Regions from separate parts of the Xenopus laevis genome. Here region 1 is linked to region 2. Evidence: chromatin contacts called from public Hi-C data. All regions are on one chromosome and are shown on one strand. Each heading gives the region's core, a stretch centred on a gene start, on an enhancer-like site or on the middle of the called end of the contact. The rest is flanking DNA. Distances are from core to core; before and after follow the strand shown.

What was found. Hi-C and Micro-C count contacts between places; a contact is called where the count stands out from the background.
Region 1: a contact with region 2 is called in a Hi-C map of the XTC cell line, with 2.4 times the contacts expected there. The contact joins two enhancer-like sites. A contact is called at or near these places in 2 of 4 Hi-C or Micro-C datasets (the XL177 cell line and the XTC cell line).

The regions. Positions count from the first base shown.
Region 1 is chr4L:134,123,083-134,126,272 of Xenopus_laevis_v10.1, forward strand. It overlaps a transcript of plxna1.L not described here. Among protein-coding and RNA genes, the nearest start is that of plxna1.L, 26 kb to the left of the region's middle. Within about 2 kb of position 1,264, at least 1 of the 7 cell types and tissues checked has an H3K27ac peak or open chromatin away from gene starts, as enhancers often do.
Region 2 is chr4L:133,941,258-133,944,294 of Xenopus_laevis_v10.1, forward strand. The region is part of intron 8 of plxna1.L (plexin A1 L homeolog); the gene reads right to left. Among protein-coding and RNA genes, the nearest start is that of plxna1.L, 160 kb to the right of the region's middle. Within about 2 kb of position 1,709, at least 2 of the 7 cell types and tissues checked have an H3K27ac peak or open chromatin away from gene starts, as enhancers often do.

The DNA of each region.
Region 1 (3,190 bases), core at 14-2,513, 180 kb after region 2:
GACTGGCTCAGCCTGATATCGCCCAACTCAAGGTGGACATATCGGGGAGAGATCCGCTCGTTTGGCGACCTCGCAAGTGGATCTCAAGTTGATATAATGCATCAATAGATATTAATTGCTATGGGAATATACGAATACAGAAATGCACCAATCAGGGGCCAATTGCAATTTTCTCATTGAGTGTTTAAGCAGATTTACGTTTCCAGGATCCCTGTATAATGACTCAGAAGCAATATAGTCTATAATTTCCATCCAGCGATGATGTGTGTAAGATATTAACTATTCATAGCTGTATTCAATAAGATTCCCCCCGCAGGCCCAAAACATGGAGACGCAGCTCAATGTGAGAGGCTTTAATGTGATTGGAAGCTTGTCCTCCGTCCTCAAACTGGGGGCTGAACATGTTAAATAATTGGACAATCCGGCAAAGCATTTCATCAGTGAGTTTCCATTATATACTGGCGGCTCCCGGAGAAAGGGAAGCAGTTATGTCCTACCAGCCCATAGATAAACTCTCCCTACTACTCCTAGCACCCCCTACTACTCCCAGCACCCCCTACTTCTCCCAGCACCCTATAAAGACACTGTGGGTGTTGTATATCTGTATAGGTAAGAAAGTTTAGCCCAGGAAGAGTAAACAAAACCACTAAGCAATGTAATGTGACTGAAAATAGCATCTTGTTTAATGAGAATATAAAAGGGTTATTATAGGATGAAAGCAGGTGAATGGTTGGGCAGCCTGCAGCTTTAAAGGCTTTGTCACCCATGGAAGTGATAACAGCTGCACCCTCCCCCCCCCACCCAGGCACAGGGCACCCACTGCAGGAATGTCCCATCTGACTCAGCAGGGAGCAGCACTATTCAAAGGCTCCCCATTCAAGTCCCTCAGGCCGCCATAAAATATATACCCAGGCTGAATAAAAACCAGCAGAGACTCTATAGGCCACGATATCTCACCACCGCTCTGTTACACAAGAGAAAATTGCAGGTTACAGACATTCATATAAGAGTTGCTTAAAAGGTTATAACTCCCACCCACATACAGCAGGGTGCAATCTTCCTGCCATTTATCCTTACTCATAGCGCCCGTTAAATGTAAGTTAAAGCAGTGCGGCATTACCCCAAAGCAAGACTGTTCCCTACAACTTGCAATCGGATGCCTCATAAATACCACTGATAAATACCACAGAGTTAAAGAGACAGTGACATTACCGTGAGCAGATGGAGGCGTTGCATGGGAACCTGTAGCCCTGAAGGATTTGCAGGCCACTAACTGAGTATATAAATACTTAATACACTGACACCAGCACTGACCTATGAAACCAACTATGCAAGTGGAGGGGGTGCAGGGAAGTGTAGTTCTGCTATGAAATTATCATTCCCACTACCTCTCTGCTGCTTTGGGAGGCATGTATAAAGCTCAATCTCAAACCTTCAAGGGGTTGTTCACCTTCCAAAATTTTGTTAAGTTGTTTTCAGATTGTTCCCCAGAAATAAAGACTTTTTTCAATTACCATCCATTATTTTTTACCGTTCTTTCCAAAATCTAAGTATAAAGCTGAATGTTCGTGTCTCTGGTGTTTGAGTCTGACAGCTAAGTAATTCAGGTGCAGACTCTGAGGGTTAGTTCACACAAGGAGATTCGGGGAGACTTTTTCGCCTGGCGACTAATCATCTCGTCTTCTGAGCGACAATCTCCCCCAACTGCCTCAGCGTGTTTCCCCATAGGCTTGCTGAAAAGTCGCCTGCGCTAAAGCACACACGGCGATGCGTTTTCCATAGTCATGAGGCAACTTCGGCGACTATGGAAAACGCATCGCCGCGTGTGCTTTAGCGCAGGTGACTTTTCATTATAGCCTATGGGAAAACACGCTGAGGCAGTTTGGGGAGATTGACGCTCAGAAGACGAGGCGATTAGACACCAGGCGAGAAAATCTCCCCGAATCTCCTCGTGTGAACTAACCCTAAACGGTTACAATTTTACAACATTTAGTTGATCCATTTCTCAGCAGCATCTCTGGAGTATTAGCAACTATTGTATCAATTCTAACAGCTGCCTGTAATGAAACCCAGAGATTCTGCTCAACAGGTACAAAGATAAAAAATGTATCAACTAAATGTATCAATTTAAAACAGTTTGCAGGGTCAGCGACCCCCCTCCCAGAACTGATTTAGGAGGTGAAAAAAAAAAAAGACCTTCAATATTAGAAAAACGGTGACACATAAAAAATATTAATTCATTGGAAAAAGTCGTTATTTCTGGTGATCTATCTGAAAACAATTAGTTGGTTTTTTTTTTTTTAACTTATTTGTCTTTTGACTCTTTCCAGCTTTCAAATGGGGGTCACTGACCCCCATCTAAAACACAAATGCTATGTGAAGCTACAAAATGTATTGTTATTGCTACTTTGTATTATGTATTCTCTATTCAGGCCTCTCCTATTCACGTTCCTGTCTCTTATTCAAGTCAGTGCATGGTTGCTAGTGTTAGGTGACCCTAGCAACCACATTGCTGACATTGCAAACTGGAGAGCTGCTGAATAAAAAGCAAAAACCACAAGAAATAAAAAAATGAAAACCAATTGCAAATGGTCTCAGAATATCCCTCTCAACATCATACTAAAAGATACTTTAACTCAAAGGTGAACAACCCCTTTAAATAAATTTCTTTTGAATGAAAGATTGGAAGTGCCCCCCGTGCCCAGTGTTAGGGGGTTAAGGTTCTATGGAGGGTCATTAAGGAGGAGCAGCAGCAGGCAGGGGGGTGTAAGCAGTTAAACCAGAGGGGGGAATGTTACCAGTTAAAGCAGGGGTTTGCATTTAATACCGTCATATGAATCCAGGCGATTGGCTGCATTTTAGCTCAGGCTGCTGTCTGAAAGCCTAGTGATATTTTATATAATATATTTATTTACACAGCCTTTGCCTACACCCAGAAGTGCACTGTTGGGTCACTAAGAAGTGCAATATATGTGAGTGGCTGCTGCCCAAAATGTCTTGCCCATGGGTTGCACTCGCAGACGATTTAACATACCGAGGCATTTTTTTGATATTTAAAGCTTTGTTTTACCAATAGGGCTTAGTTTGCAGCTTTTTACATGCTATCCCTCCCCAAATTGTTCTGCTGAGCAGTGCAAGGGGAGACTGCCAAATGGACATCTGCAGCAATACACTTTACTGCGGCCTTTCT
Region 2 (3,037 bases), core at 459-2,958:
ACTAAAGAAGTGAGGATGCTGTCAACTCTTGAGAATAAGTCAATTGGTTTTATGAACAATCAAATATAAATATGAATTTAAAACCCTCATTCTCTTGCTATAGACTCCTTCAGGTCAGATTCAGACCATAGAAGGGCTATGGTCTGCCTAGAAGTCTGCCCCAAAGTACTGGAGTGTGTAACAAGGTGGATATGATCAGGAGTCAATGATGTCTGGTGACAGGGCTGATCCTATCAAATGTGGGGCCCAATTGGGACCATGTTGGCGGGGCCCCTAGACAAAGTGTTTCTGGCTACTGACACACCAAGTATTTAGGAAAATAAGGGCATACAGGCACAAAATAGAAAGGAAAGGGGCAGACAAGGTAAGAGAGTGAGAGGGATGAAATAGGGGCACATAATAGGGGCACACAGGGTAAGAGAGAGAGGGAGGAAATAGGAGAGTGGACTGGGCCAATTAGTTTGGGGCAGGCTGGGCCGATTCAGCTTGGGAGCAGGCTTGGTTGGATTGGGGGCATGCAGGGCCTATCAAAGTTGGAGGAAAGCTGGGCCTATGAGAGTTGGGGGCAGGCTAGACCAATGGAGTTGGGGGATAGGCTGGCTTATCAGAGTTGGGGGTGGGCTGGACCTATGGATTTGGGGATGGGCTGGACAAAGTTGGGGGCAGGCCAGGCAGCAGCATGTGCTGAGGGAAATATTATCTGTGGTGCGGGGCCCCCAGAGGTGCGGGGCCCTATTGGGCCCAATTGGCCTAAGGCCGGCCCTGTCTGGTGACTTTGAAGCAATGCCATATTGCATTTGTGGCTGTTAGTTTGCACTAAATCCTCCACTTAGTGGCAGAATGTAAAAAAAATAGTAGGCACATAGCATTCCATTTCCCCTTATATCCATAATTGGTTGGTTGATTTCCCTTTAAAGGCGAGTGGTCCCTAAAGCATCACCTGTCCCATCTGCTCAACCACAGCACACAGAGGTGGCCCATCACTTGTCACTCAGCGCTCGCACGTGTGCAGGTGCCGATATTACATTTGTTCTAAAGCCCTGAGCATGTGGCGGAGCGTCTCTCTTCGCCCATATGTTTATGTTATGATCGTGTGCATACTCGCTGGATACCAGCATGTAGCGGTGTGGATTTCATCAAGCTGTCATTCACAGGCAAAGTATATTAAAAAAAAAAAAGAAATGAAGTTTGCACATTTTCTTTTTTTCTAAGCCCAATATGTTCAAAATATGTGAAAATAATTTAGTCCGACCAAATGCAGCAAATCTTTCCCTCAAAACAAACTTTTGTCAGTTTATTCAGTGTTACGTTATCAGTCAAAAACAGACCGAAATTCTAGACGCTGCCAGTTAACAGCTGTGCATTCTATGGCTGATCCTTGGACTACAGCTCCCAGCATCCAAGGGAGGTACAATCACAGCTGGAGTACCATAGCTCGGACACAACAGAGCGAGGCAAAACTCGTTGGCCCACAAGTTGAGATATACCCAAGCAGAATATTCAGTTCTACAAAACCCCCTGTGGGCCTGGCAAGGAGCTGGAGAGCAGTCCTTTGTGGTGAGCACAAGCAAAAGACGATAGAGTGAGGGTGGGGTGGGAAGATACAGAAATGCACACACACAGCTGACAATGAAAAACACATTTTCCCTTAGGGCCCTTCCAAGCAGCAGAGAGACAGTCTGATGCAACGTGCAGCCCCATATTGCTGCCTGTGCCCAATGCAAGGTCCCCAAGAGGGGCAGGCCATTGGCCTAAGTATGGGGGATGACTGCTCAAGGATAGCTAATTACATGTTTTCATGAACAGGAGACTTGAAAGCAACAAAACTGCAACATGTCAGGGGGGAGTCGGAGGTCCCGTGGCGGCAGCTATTTCAGACAGGGGTGTGTGCGTGCAGCGGTTAACTATTTCACTGCTACAAGACTGTCGGCCATACTGGGAGTTGCTTTCCTTCTAAAGGGATTCCATACCGGGAACCAGCCCTTGAAGGCAGAGCTTATTATCATTACATCTCACCTATTTTGCCTTTTATTTAACAGGAAAGGTGAATAATACAAAGGTGATGTAATTATGGCTCCTTGAGTGGGTGCTATACTGATAATATAAATTACACACACACCAGAGGTCTCTGGCCTTCACTTGTGCCCCATGGTTGGCACCATTCCATCTAAGTGCCAGCTGTGCTAGATGCAGGTTGGATACCGCAGGTCCCTGCACATTAATATTCTCCCTGATAGACGGGAACATAAATCTAGCTCATTGCAAACACCAAATAAACAATGGAAATGCAGTCTGAACAGCGGCAAAGTGGCACCTGCGGGACCCGCTCTGGGGAGCCGTGGAGGAATGAGCCATCACCAGCCGTTATTAAGTGGGCTACAATTCACAAGCCTAATTAACCAACTCCCTGCAAGAGGAAGAAAGAGTGAAAGAGTGTCTGTCTCATGGAGGCTCACTGGTACTTTAATGACTCTCGGGGAATATAAATGGGCCCAACGTTTGCTGCCCTTTCCCTTTCGTGTTTTCTTCGCTCCCACAGAAGATGCAGATTGTTGTGGTGGTGGTGGGGGGGGGGGATCAGGATTCAAACTAATCAGGATACTGCTGTTTTGAAGCAACCATTTCTTTTTTCTATTCGATGTTTTCGAACCAACAATAATCAACAGTGTTGAGTTTAAACCAAGTTTTGAAAGAAGCACAACTATTTAGCAACATTTCTTAATTCTAAACTCTTTGGCACTCCATGCAACAGGTGTGCAGTAAGCTTGCTGCTCGCCGAACAGTTCAACTATCCATAGGGCTTGGGACCAAGAGGGGTCTTTGATTTTGATTTTGCACACTGTATAAACAAATCTGTCCCTTCCCCCAAGCTGCAGTCTTTGTCAGGCTTACAGATAAGGAGGAATTCATTTTACTAGGGATGCACCGAATCCAGGATTCGGTTTGGGATTCTGCGTTTTTCAGCAGGATTCGGCCAAATCCTTCTGCCCGGCTGAACCGAAACCTAAATTGCATATGCAAATCAGGGGCGGGAGGG